3 separate regions of the Sus scrofa genome follow, and regions 2 and 3 are each linked to region 1. Evidence: chromatin contacts called from public Hi-C and promoter capture Hi-C data. All regions are on one chromosome and are shown on one strand. The core of a region is the stretch at or near the end of the contact, and the rest is flanking DNA. Distances in the headings are between cores, read along the strand shown.

Region 1 (4,354 bases), core at 1,170-3,669:
CACGACACAGCTAAGGAAGCAGGAGGTGAGAGTCCGGGGAGAGACGTGCTTGGAGCCAAAGCTGCCCTCCAAACCTATGTAGAACTCCTCATACTGCTTGGCATATGTAGCATCAATGGAGGCCACAAAATCCTTTAAGGCCCGCTGGAAGGCAACCAGCTCCTCAAAAGCATTGTTCAGGAGGCTGCGGATAGGCAAGAAGAAGAATCATTAGGCAGAGAGGGCAGAACTTGACAAACTCAACCTACTGGAGTTCCCGTCATGGCTCAGCAGTGAGCGAACCTGACTAGCATCCTTGAGGATGCGGGTTTGATCCCTGGCCTTGCTCAGTGGGTTAAGGATCTGGTGTTGCTGTGAACTGTGGTGTAGCTCACAGACTTGGCTCGGATCCAGTGTTGCTGTGGCGTAGGACAGCGGCTACAGCTCCAATTGGATCCCTAGCCTGGGAACCTCCATAGGTCACAGATGCGGCACTTAAAAAAAAAAAAAACTCAACCTACAAAACAGCAGTAGACATTTTTAGATAATCAAAGCTTAGGAGTGAAAATCTGGCTTCTACTTTCTCCTGCCATCCTACAAGACCCAGTAAAATACACCAGAACTGAGGGCCAACCTTAATTCAACTTATCAAAGACAGAGACATGATATATAATTAAACACGGTAGGAAGGGCTCTTGAGAGGAAAATGCCTACCACCTACTTTGGAAAGAAGTAAAAAACATAAGAGCAGGTGAGGTACTAAGGGCTTCTAGGTCAGAAACATTTCATCCAGATCCTCTGCTGGGAAGTCTACTCCAATCCAATGAAGAGAAGGGAGCCATTCTGACTCAGGGCCAGGATGTGGCGGTGGACACCTAGCCACTCACCGGTTAGCCCTCTTCTCATTCTTCCTGCGAAGGTCATTCACATTGACAATCAAGCGGTACTGGTTGTCACTGATCAGCTCCCGAACTTTGCTCTGATAAATTCCCTGATCTTCCTGCAAAAGAACCACCACATGTCACAACGGCCACAAATTCAAATATATGATGCTTTTAAACAGAGGCAGCTCTCACAGCAAGATAAATATATCAATCTCTGCAGCAGAGGTGAATCCCAGTTCCTCCCACATTTTCACTCACTAGTCTCACATTCCAAAGACACCTAAGAGACCAGTGTATGAATTATGACTTCCTCAAGACCCATGCTGTAATTCCTATTATCACCAATAGCTCTTCTGTGTGCAGTCATTTCACAACCTTTACTGGGGAATTAAGGACAAGTTAAGGGGAAGGAATAAAGTAGGTGTCTGGGATTAACAGATACATACTAATATATCTAAAATAAACAAGGACCTACTGTATAGCCCAGGAACCATACTCAATCTTATAATAATGTCTAATGAAGAGGAATCTGAGAAAGAATATATATATATGTGTATATATACACACACACACTCATATATAAAACAGAATCACTTTGCTATACACCTGAAACACAACACTAAGTCAACTAGCCTTCAATGTAAAAAATATTTAAAAACTAAAAAAAAAATTTAAAAAGAACAAGTAAAATCCTTGTTAAAATGCAAATTAAACAGACTTTTAATACTCAAAGTGACTTTTCGTTGCAGAATTTTGTCTGGAATTACTTTATTTCCCCAATCATCTGCATAATATAGAGTTCCCATATCCGGACATTCGCAAACAGAGCACTATCAACCCTTCAAGACGCTTTAAACAACATTCTGTGGCTGTCAATCTTAAACTGCATACAAACCCCCCTTATTTGCACGCCAACACTATTTCTCTCCGTCCCAAAAGGTAGGGAAAAAGGAACGCGGCCAAATAAGGGAGTCGTTTCCTCCGGCAGGAAAGTCAGCCACTAAAACCTGGGGACCCTATAAGTCTGCAGGTCACTACCATCACCGTTCTCCAGCGGTCCTTCCCCGACCCTCCCTCCAAATTAAGAGAGCAGGGAGTGAAAAAAGTCAGCGTGGCCTTTGCACTTGGTTTGCGCTTGGAGGAAACCTGCGCCTTTCGCGAGACCCGGCCATCATTTGTACTCTGCAAAGCCACAGGATTGCTCTCAACCACAGACTCCGCTGCCAGAAAGGCTACAAGATCAGGGCGGAAGGTCCCTAACCTCCGTCCCGCCGCCGCAGCCTGGAGCTCCGCGGTCTCCCTCGGCCTCAGTGCGGCCCCCGGGGCTCCTGGACCACCCAGCCCTCCCTTACCTCGTCGTCCAGGAAATCCAGGTAGTCTCTCTGCGCCTCTCGCAGCTCCACATCTTCCAACACCACGGTCCCGGCCATGCTCGCTGCTAAGGAACTCCTGCCAGCGGAGCCGCGCGAAAGAGCCTAGCGTAGCCCCGCCCCGGCGCGAAAACCTCTCTACTTTTCCCGCCAACAAAAGTAACCCCAAGGAAGGGGTGGGGTATTTGGGAGGATATATACACTCTGATTGGCTGGTTATTCCTACGCGAGAACAGCGAGTATCCAATCGAGGACGGCTTCTTCTCTAGGTTTTCTCTGCGGCTCCTCCGAGTGGCGGGAACTGTGCTAGCCGGGCCCCTCCTTACTCCACCTTTACTGACAGGAAAGCTGACCAATGAGATGAGAGGAGGCTCGCAGAGCCTGCTCCTTGGGCAGCCGGAGAGCCAGCGAGACCTGAAGCGCTGCCTTCTGGGAGTCGTAGTCGTCCCTCTTTTTCCTCAATGTTTTACCGGGTGTTTTCTGGTTGCGGTTCCCCGACCTGCCACTGAGTGAAACTCGGCCCGGCGATTGGACTGAAACTAGACTAGACGTCAGAGAATGTGAGTTTAGCATGCAGGGAGAAAAAAACACAAAGGCAAACCGTTTTTAAAATATATCCAATATATATCAGTTGTGCTATAGATAGGTTTTTCAAACGCCCTCTAGTGGCATTCGGGGAAAAAGTGAATTTCGAGAATCTAGGGTGGAGAATAGAATCACAGCATCTTTGGGAGAGGTTCTTTAGTTCAGCAACTCATTTGCTATCTGAATACCGTGGCCTGAAATACCCCACAAAAATATTAGGCCGCGGAAGAGAGGAACGTGAAAGAAAAATTTTCGCGACGTTTCCCCACCCCCACCCCAGATGACCTCGTGTTTTGTAAGAAATTATGGACGTAATTACTACACCATCCTACTCGCAAATGGGTAAGTTAAAGTCTTTCTCGCCTTATGAGAAGTTCACAAAATCTTTTTTAAAAACTTAGCTTATGGAAAGGTAATTAAATAGAAGGAGAAACAAAAGGTGTTTCACGCCACTCTTAAGTTTCAGTCATTAATTAAAACAGCAAATCTGAAATTATAAACAATTAAAAGACCGATTGCATATCGCAGGAGGTTTTTTTGGTTTGTTTTCTTTTTAGTCTTTTGCAGTTTGTTTATATTTTGGGGGTTTTTTTGAGGTAAAATGCACAAATCTTACATCCATTTCAATGAATTTTTTGATGTGTACACCCTTGTAACCACTGAATGCACAAGGAGCAGTCCCATTGCCCTTAATTTCAGTGCACAGGACTAAACACCTGATAATTCTATATCTGAAATTTCAGTTAACTAATCATGTTTTAAGGTTTCCAGGATTCACTATGCCCTGCTAAGTATTTTAAGTATAATCTGCCTAAACAAAATTTCTATGCCATCTATTTGTATGTATGTATTATTTAGTTGTTATAGTTTATACTTTAGTTATCATGTTTATAGTTACCGTATGTTTTGTGTCATCCTAGGGAGCAGATATATAGATCCTTACTCAAAGGGAAAAGGCCTTTATCTGGCTGCTTGCTTTTGTTTATATTAATAGGCAAAAAAAAAGAAAGAGGAATTCTAGATAAGGCACCTACTTGTAATTATATATTACTTATTAACTTGAAAATGCCTTTATCACTTGATCATAACTGTATTTTATGAATATAATGAAGGCAATGTTGACAATATTATCTGCTCTGGAAACAGCTTGAAATAAACACTAAAAGAACCAGGAAGTTTCGTTCACACAAGTAAAGAAATCAAGTCATTTGCAATAGAAAGTCCAGAGAGATAAAAATATGAAAACCAAACCTTTGATTCAAACATACTTTTCTATGAGCTTTAATTTCCTCATATAAAGATGAAAATCCATTCTGACAGTGCATGAACTTATGGCAAATTTGAAAACTGTAAAAAAAGAAAAAAATCCATTTAGAATTAATCCTGGATAAATTCTAGATGAAGACTTGATTTGCCTTAATGTCATTATCTTCAGCCATAAGGGACATTCAGTTATTTATTTGTTAGAACATGAGATCTTTGAGCAGAGAAGTGTGTTTCCTTTGCTATCCCCTGCTCCTCCAAACTGTAAGAAAG
Region 2 (4,354 bases), core at 1,131-3,630, 410 kb after region 1:
ATTTCCATCTTATCTTTTCTTGAATTCACCCCCCTTGAAATTCAGTTGCTTGCTTTGCCTCTGACAGGGAAAATGACTGAATTTTACTTTTCGCATTTACCTTTGCTTTTCTTGAATGTGACTGGAGCTGTTTGGACTTGGGGATTTGTACGGGTTTTGTTCTTGGCTTGTTTTCACTTCCGCGAAGCCTGAGACTGGAGAAGGCTGCCGCATCAGCTGGCGGACGACCCTCCGTGGCGCCCCTTAGCCTCCTCAGAGGCCAAATTTCCCCGGATTCAGCGCGAGGTAGGAGCCAATGGGACGCCAGAGCACGGCTGAGTGTCAGGCGGGCTCAGCCAATGAACATTCGCTTGGGGAGGGTGGCTCCGCCTTCTCCCCCCGCCCCGCCCCGCCCCTGGGCCTTGTGAAAGGTCTGTCCTCTTCTCCCGCAGATTTTTTTTTTTTTTCCGTTCCGCTGAAATCATACAACAAAGGTTGTTGATATTTGTCCAGATACAAACTAGACTTAGCTCATCTATCTGCATATTCATCGGATAGGGCAGATGCCACTGTCTGCTAATTTCTTACTAAAGAAAATGAAAAGATCTTACCTATTCGATGCCCTGCCCGTCTTATATGCAACAATGATAAAAAAAAAAAGGTTGTGATTTGCTTAAATGTGATATTGAGACTTTTTTTTTTTTCTTTCGAGGGCCACACTAGCAGCATATGGAAGTTCCCAGGCTAGGGGTGGAATCAGAGCTGCAGCTGCTGGCCTATGCCACAGCCAAGCCAGATCCCAGTGACGTCTGTGACCTACACCACAGCTCATCTCAATGCCAAATCTTAACCCACCGAGCGAGGCCAGGGATCCATCCAGCGTCCTCATGGATATCAGTTGGGTTCCTTACCGCTGAGCCACAGCAGGAACTCCTAAACAGGACTTCCTTAATTTCTTTACTGAAACTGTAACTTATTTGGACTCTAACTTATATTTCACCAGTTCAAATTATCTCTGTGCCTTAAAACCGTTTGCTCTGAGAAAATGTCTAATATATGACAGCATCCAGCGTGCTTCAGAGTGTTTACAAATGATGCATGCTGTAGACAAGGACAGCCTTCAGGATGAATCTATAGATACACAGGACCTGATTGACAACAGCTGGACTATCAAAACAAGCCTGTGGCTAAGAAGTGGGTGGAAATTTTTGGAGAAATGGAAGCACATTCCTACAAATCTAAAAATTGCTGTTGCTAGTCAGTAAAATGCTAAGTATTCTAGTAAAGTCTGTCAGTGGGTCAGGCTTTCAACCTTATCCTCCCTTTTGCAAAAGCCTAGAGGGGCTGAGAAGGAGAGCTGGGAGCACTCAGCCAAACTCCAGGGTATCACTTCCTTCATCCACATTCCAGCACCTGCCATCAACTCTTCCTTGACTTTCCTGGAACCTGGTTAACTTCCTAGGCCTACCTTATGCTTCTCCTAAGTTAGATACAGTCACGTTCCTTCCCTGAAGCATTTTTAAGCAGAAGGAGTAGATTCAGCAAAGTTCACAAGATTTACTGTATATTCTTAGGTTTCCTTTTAAAAGAAATTCTATTATTCCTAGCCCGAAGCACCCCTAGAGCAACTTGATGACTCCTAGATGACAGCCTGTTATGTAAGGGAGAGGGTTGGAGTTACTGGATTGTGGCCTAGAAGGCAAAACTGGAGTGAAATGAGAAGTTGTATTTAGAAGGCACGATGCCAGATCAATCTAAAGCTCATTCCTGGGGATAGATTATCCTGAAACTAGACATGATTTCAAGTGCCTTACACTTCTGGCATGGTGTACCTTTCCCTTCTGGTATTTAGGCCCAGCAAATCCTGGGTTTGAAGTATAAGACCGGTTTCCTGGTTTCCCCTCCGCATCTAGATGACCTCGTAAATGGGCGGTGTAAGGAAGGTTGCTCGGGTTTCGAAACTGGACAGCCTGGGTTCTAACACTCGCACCTCTCTTAGGAGCTGAGCCTGAGGACAACGAAATCCTTTCACCTTTCTGAACCTTAGCTCCCACCGTTGAAAATGAGGACAATCTACAGGAGAGTATATAAAAGGCCTAGGCTGCTGGAGAAATCCCACAAATGCCCCTTGAATGATGAAGGAACTTCTTCATGGTTAAAAATCTTTCGCCTTCTGGAATTCTTGGTACACCCAGACCCACTCCTTGCGAGTGCTTGTCAGTCCCGCCCCGTCCGACAGAAAGCAGCAGATCCTGGCACCAGGGCGGAAAGCCAGGCCGCAGGAGCGAGTGACCGAGGGTGGCCGCGGCCTAGGATGCTATTGCCAGAGAGGGCTGCAGATGGTACAAGGAGAACCATCCTACACAAACCCGAGCTGCGGAATGGTGGGGGGGGAGGCGCATGCGCACAGGGGGGGCGGGGCCGCCCGGAATCAGCGGCCCCGCCCAGTGCCGGAGAGTAGTGCCCAGAGTCGGAAGGCGCAGGCTTTTGAGGTCAGCTTCCTGACTGCAGGTACGAAGTTTTCCCGCAGCTGGCTCCCGACTTTTCTCTTTTCAGCCGCGGGGAGAGCTTGGGGCTGCAGGTGAGCTGTACGTCTCGCAACTTATACCTTCCTGCCCGTAATTTAATGCAAAGGCGCAGAAATAGATAACAATGCGAAGAACCTTGGGAGGATTTTGCAGGGGGTGGGGTCAGCTCTCCCGGGTATCGCTTCTCTTCTGCCTGGGAATTCTCCGAATTTCTTCCTTCCACGGCCCTGAATCTCCCATTTGTCCTCCCTGGACACTTGTCCTCCCTGGAGTTCCTGGAGCTACGGAGAGGTGGGGAAGGGGGTGGAGATCTTGGACCATCACAGAAATGCTTGGCGAGGTTTTAAAACCTTTCCTGCACCAACCAGACTGCACTCGAAAATGTCTTTCGAGCCCCAAGGAGTTAAAAGGTAGGTAATTATTGATCCTCAGCATGTGAAAATGCTTTTTATATAATGACTTGCGGGAAATCTCTTAGTGGGTTCGTCAAATTTTGCAGGGCTAGGGGCAAGGCAGGGCCGTGTCACCTGGTTTTGTACGTTGTGCAGTAAATTATTTTGCCGCATTGCACCCAGGATGCTTTCTGGCTCTTCCGAGTGCTGGGCAACCGATGACACTGAGAGCACGTGATGCGTTGGGCATATTGTCCCCACCCCTATCCCTCCCAGGCTAACGCAAGCCTCTGGTTTTACTGTGTGGTCCTAAGCAGGTTATACGGTCCTGCTACGGAAAAGGAGCGCCAGGGCGGATTGCTTTTTATGTGAATTTTCGCTGTGAGCACGGAAACTTCTTACAAGGATTGAGAATAGATTATTTTGTCTTTGTAGAGCAACACTCAGTTCATTGAGGAGATAAAGGGCTTTTTTTCCTGGCAGTGGAGCTACACGGAGGGTGGCTCAGTTACAGAATGTCTTCAGGCCAAAGTTATTGCTTTGGTTCCCTAGCTCATTCACTCATTTATTCAGCATTTGCCTTGTGCACGCATTGGGCTTGGCGCTGTGGGAGAGGAAGATGAGTTGAACCTGAGCTTAGTCCTCAAGAAGTTTGACTGGCCCAGGGCAGAGATGAGTTCAACAGAAGTAACTCTACACTAAGTAGAGGGATGGGGCCTCAAAAGAGGATCAGAGGAAGAACTGCGAAGCTCAGAGGAGGGTGAAGAACTGGCCTTTAACACCAGATGATTGGATTAAGGAGAAAATTAGGTCCCTAAATTACTTCTGGGACTAGTAGCCGCTAGTAGTCACCTGTGGTCAGCACAGCTTCTCCTAGGTCTTAGAGAATCCTGGGAAGATTTCAGTGGAACTTCTGAGAACTTCCCACCCCTGGATGTTTCAGCTACTGCTGCGAGTTACATTGGCTGTCACGGTCACTCAGTTAACCTCGTGCGTGCCAGGACTGCGTTTGTCTTTTAATGGTTTACCATGAACTAAGCGTGGATGTCTCTGCCACCAAGGGAGAGCTGTCTCACAGCAAAGCCAGGGCAAAGCACATGTTGAAAGGGGATCTTTGGTTCAGTCAATAAGCAAACGTCCATGTTATCCCTTTCCTGTTCTTTGGTGTGAGGAGGAGGGGGCACAAAGATCTGTACAAATATGAAAGAATTATCAGGCGAAGCTGCTGAAGTCAAGGAATTCGAGGGAAGAAGAGCAGGTGTTCCAGACCAGGTGGACGGTGCAGGCTGGAGCGGTTAAGGAGGTTGGGGGACGGGGGGCGTCTGAGATGGGGCACAGGTGCAAAGGGAGCTGGGATTGGAGGTGAGGGAGGGGGGACCTTCCAGGCACGGAAGTGCACAGTGGAGATGGAGGGGTCACAGCCAGGGCAAAAGTCCTTCTGGGGAAGTAGAAAGG
Region 3 (4,354 bases), core at 1,125-3,624, 300 kb after region 1:
CTGCAGAGTGTGTGGCTATGAGGGCCACAGCTGTCATGTGTGTCTTTCCAACCACATCCTCCAAGACTGGTGACAAGGCACTGGGAGCCCTCTTAGAATGGAGGACAGCAAAGAGATACAGAGGGCATTGGCTCTGTACACAACACAAATTCTCTGCTATCCCACTAAGCTACTACTATGATAAACAAAAACAAGGTTTCAGGAGCAAACCACTAGCTTTTACCATTGGTAGAATCTGTTATGGCTTTTGCTGCTCATGTGATTTCAGTTGAGCTTTACAAGGACCCTGTGAGAGAGAGGTTTTACTAATCTTTTTAAAGATGGGAAAACAGGCTGCAGTCGGTTGGGTTTTTTTTTTTTTTTTTTTTTTTTTTTTTTGTATTTTCTAGGGCCGTACCCATGGCATATGGAGGTTCTCAGGCTAGGGGTCTAACCGGAGCTGTAGCTGCTGGCCTACACCAGAGCCACAGCAACTCAGGATCCAAGCTGCGTCTGTACCCTACACCAGAGCTTACCGCAACGCCGGATCCTTAACCCACTGAGCGAGGCCAGGGATTGAACCTGCAACCTCATGGTTCCCAGTTGGATTCATTAACTACTGAGCCACAACAGGAACTCCAGCAGTCAGTTTTTTATTTCATCAGACTAGTGACAGATCAGTGACTGGGACAGGGGGATGATCCTGGCTTGACAAAGCCCTGGGTACACCACGAGAGCTGTGGGCACGGGAGGAAGGAGTAAAGCAGCCTGCAGACCCCAATCCTAGGCTCTGGGTTCCTTTCTACAGACCCTTAAGCCCAGCCAAAGACACATGCACACATCCAACCCTGACTCAGCCACCACCAGAATGTCCCCAGCTTAAGGACAGCTTGACTGGCCAAGCAAGGCCCTTGTCATCCTTAGAGAGTAGATAGGGAACCCAGAGACAGAGGAACATGGAAGAGGAAATTAGCCATGCCAGGAATCAACCATCTCGAAAGCAATTTATAGATAGATACAGCTTCCTAACTCTTCCCTGAGAATCCAGATCAGTAATTTTACCCAGAATGGAGGACAAGGTGCTGCAGAAGGGAGACCACGTGGGAGTGACAGAGTGTCACCCAGGTAACTGGCCCCTGAGACAAGACAGACCACCGCAAACCCTATATTCAGTGTTCACCAGTTACCCCCACTTCCAAATACCACATCTTTCTGGCGGTCAGGAGTAGGGAGTCCTCATCAGCTGCTTTGGATTCTGACCGCATTGGGGCTTTCTGAAACTCCCTGTTCTAGGAGGCCTGCCCCAGCCGTCCCCAGCAGAGCCCTATCTCCCCCCCCCCGCTCCCCCCGAGCTATGAGAGAATCATCTTTCCCCTAAAAGCAGAGGGAATCCCTGGCCCTCGCCTTGCTCCAGTAACGGGGAGACGCTCTGGGTCCATTACAGATGGATCTAACGGAACAGTCCACGGGATGATACAGGGTACTGAAAACTGGCCTTTTGGGCAAGGACGAAAAAAAAAAAAAAAAAAAAAAAAGGAGGGGGTGGCAAGAGGACCGCAGAAGGGCACTCTGGGATAGAGCCAGAGCCACACGTGAACACCCCGAGTACCTGAGTACCGTCCAGAGTTGTGGATGCAAAAGACCCTGAAAATCAGGTAGGAGGTGGAAAAGGGCCGGGGTCCCTCCCACTGTAAAAGCCTAGAGGAGCTGGCAGACGCCGCTTGGGAGGGGGAGTTGTGCAATGACTGCGGGGCTGGGAGTCTCCCGGCTTGGCTCCCGGACACCAGAGCAGAACCTCCGTTGGTCCGGCCAGGGTGGCAGCGCTGCGGTTGGTTCTAGGCCAGGCTTAAGATTCGGGACTGCAGAGAGCGCTGCAGGGCACGGTGGGTGCCTAAGGGGGCAGCACAGCAGGGCGGGCGGGCACGGCGCGGAGCTGGCGGCGGTGTCTGGGCTGCCCAGGAGGCCGAGGGGCGCACAGTGCACAAAGCCGGGGGTGCGGGGAACCGACAAGGCGTCTGGGAACCCAGGCGCAGACGCGGACCCCGGGTACTCGCAGGGAGACGCCGGGCGGCGCGCGAGACGGGCGCTCTCCGCTCCGGGGTCGCTCACCTCGAACATAAGCCCGATGAGGACGCAGAGCACCAAGCAGAAGCCGATGTCCGCATGGTTGTGAATGACGAACTCCTGGCTGAAGAGCGGGTAACTTTTCGTCCTCCGGCGGAAAGCCATGGCAGCGGGCGCGCACGGCCGGCGGGGCCCGCACCCGGTGCTCACGAGCGGCAGCGCAAACTTCTCCAGCCCCCGCCCGGTCCGCCCGCAGGCCCGCAGCCCGCTCGCCCTCCCGCCGCCGGCCCGGAGCCCAACAACTTCTGGGGCCCGCCCCCTTCCTCCGCCCGCCCCTGCCCCCGCCGCCCGGAACCGCCCCCAGCGCAGCCCCCTCGCAGCCTGCGGCCCGCACCCTGCGCGCCGGACTCGCTCCGGCCCCGCCCCCTTGCGCGCTTAACCCTTTCGCCGCCGGGGACGCGCGGGGGCGGGGCCGGGGGCGGCGCGCGCGGCCGAGTTCCTCCGGCCCCGCGCCCGCGCCCCGCCGCGTTCTCGCCGCTGCGGCTCGGCGGCCCGGCGAGCCAGGGGAGTCGGCGGTGTTTGCGCGCGGACGCCGGTCCCTGCCCGGACAGGAAGTGGGTCCGGGTTTCCCACTCCTCGGAGCCCGTTCCTTCCTCCGCGGGAAGGGCAGGGCGACGAGGCCCTGAGCTGGCCGGCGGAGTGGGCCGCACGGCCGGATGCTCCGGGGGGTACGGGCTGTGGCCCTGGGGGCTGAGAGCAGCGCCAAGTTCGGGGCAGGGAGGGGAGTTTCAGGCCGGCCTCCTCGCTGGCCAGAGCGCCCTGCACGGATGATAATGAATGGACGGTTAACTAAGTATTTTTTGAGAGCTAGCGCTGGCTAGGCATGGCTCAGATTGTTGGGTATATGCTGCAAACAAAGACCCTGCCTTCGGGGAGCTTTCTTTCCAGTGGGGGGAGTGGATAGATCGATGCAGTTTTGCTCCCTTAACTTTGGAGATCTTTGTACTACTATAAATTAGTTTTACACGTTTTACTCAAAGCCTGCCTTCGGTATTATTTGATCTGAAGAAGTGGAGGGATAAACACTGAAGAAGAAAACTTTCTCGCTGAGTTTCTGTTTAATATTAAGTTTTAAAAGTACTCCTGGAAAGAACAAAAGGTATTTTGCATTATTTATATTGGCAAATATTGGATTTATTCCTACCAGTATGAAGGAGTCGACTAATTACTTTTCAGATGTACACAAATAGAAAATGAGCAAAAAGTATTTAATTTTTAGTCTCTTTTTTATTAGGTCCACAGCTATTTCACTTCTCAGTAAATACAATTTCTTAGAAATGGCACAGTGTATGAAGTGTGATTGAGTCTGGACTTATCTGGAGTTCCAAGATAAATTTTCCATCTTAAGTTTCTTGACTTCAGTTTCAGACTTTAATACCTTTATCTGACTTAAGGAAATGTGGAAGTCATGTCTTTATTGGACTAAGCCTAGTTTAATATCAAGACTGACCTTTCTTAAAGATGGATCTTAGTTGTGTGACGAACAGAAAGATCCAGAACTCTGGAACATCTCAATTTTCCATCTGTAAAAAGGTGTTCAAATCTTCAACCTCAGTCACATCCCTTAGGTTGAACCCCATGAAAATGATTTGTTTATAAGTGAAAAGTGAAATACCAGCATTTCATGTGGTTCAACCTAATAGTTCCCTCTTATTTCTGCATGACCATTTGCAGAGGCTGTTGTGGTGGGAATTTCTTGCAAAAGGTGGGATGTTTTAAGAGTTGAACTGGAAAGTTCTGGGACATAGTTAGATATTATAACCTCCACATTTATAAATGAGAAACCTGACATAAAGGGATAGGTTAGGGCTTAGACTGATAACTGCCAGCTCTGGGGCCTTTCAAATATAATTGAACGACCAGACATAGGGTTCTTAACTGTATGGCTTGATATTTGATTACTTTGAAACCCCATGGAGGAAGTCCTGGATACCTGCTTCAGCCATCACAACCATCTCTAAGTCCTAGTTGCAAGATCACTTTAAACCCCAAATGGATCTCTTTCCAACCCCTCTCATGCAGTCAGTCATGGAGTCCCATGAAGTCTTACCTATCTCCCACCAATTCTCATCTTCATCATTCTTCACCTGGCCCACACTAATTACCCATGGGTACCCAACCTCCAATTCTCCTTCTTAACACATCATTCCATTAGAAACATCTACTGAACACCTACATGCTGCCAGATGCTATGCTAGTTACTGAAGACAGAAAGATAGGACAACCCCTGTTGGTGGTTTTAAGATATTTC

Evidence for each region. Promoter capture Hi-C pulls out the DNA fragments that hold promoters and counts their contacts. A called contact is a pair of places that touch in the nucleus more often than the background predicts.
Region 2: a Hi-C map of embryonic fibroblasts shows a contact between it and region 1, with 2.7 times the contacts expected there. The contact joins the promoter of TMEM14A here to the promoter of MCM3 in region 1. A contact is called at or near these places in 1 of 5 promoter capture datasets (liver), 9 of 47 Hi-C or Micro-C datasets (alveolar macrophages, blood, brain and 6 more) and 1 of 2 datasets of contacts at active chromatin or transcription factors (alveolar macrophages).
Region 3: a promoter capture Hi-C map of fetal liver shows a contact between it and region 1, with 2.2 times the contacts expected there. The contact joins the promoter of TRAM2 here to the promoter of MCM3 in region 1. A contact is called at or near these places in 1 of 5 promoter capture datasets (fetal liver) and 1 of 47 Hi-C or Micro-C datasets (embryonic fibroblasts).

The regions. Positions count from the first base shown.
Region 1 is chr7:46,102,006-46,106,359 of Sscrofa11.1, forward strand. It overlaps MCM3 (DNA replication licensing factor MCM3), which reads right to left and starts at 2,420. Exons shown (of 17, transcript XM_001924813.6): 1 at 2,216-2,420; 2 at 867-979; 3 at 1-184. The coding sequence starts at 2,293.
Region 2 is chr7:46,507,344-46,511,697 of Sscrofa11.1, forward strand. TMEM14A (transmembrane protein 14A) reads left to right here and starts at 2,381. Exons shown (of 5, transcript XM_005666469.3): 1 at 2,381-2,490. It overlaps LOC110261540 (a long non-coding RNA gene), which reads right to left and starts at 274. Exons shown (of 3, transcript XR_002345759.1): 1 at 101-274.
Region 3 is chr7:46,404,609-46,408,962 of Sscrofa11.1, forward strand. It overlaps TRAM2 (translocating chain-associated membrane protein 2), which reads right to left and starts at 2,375. Exons shown (of 11, transcript XM_021098825.1): 1 at 2,089-2,375. The coding sequence starts at 2,208.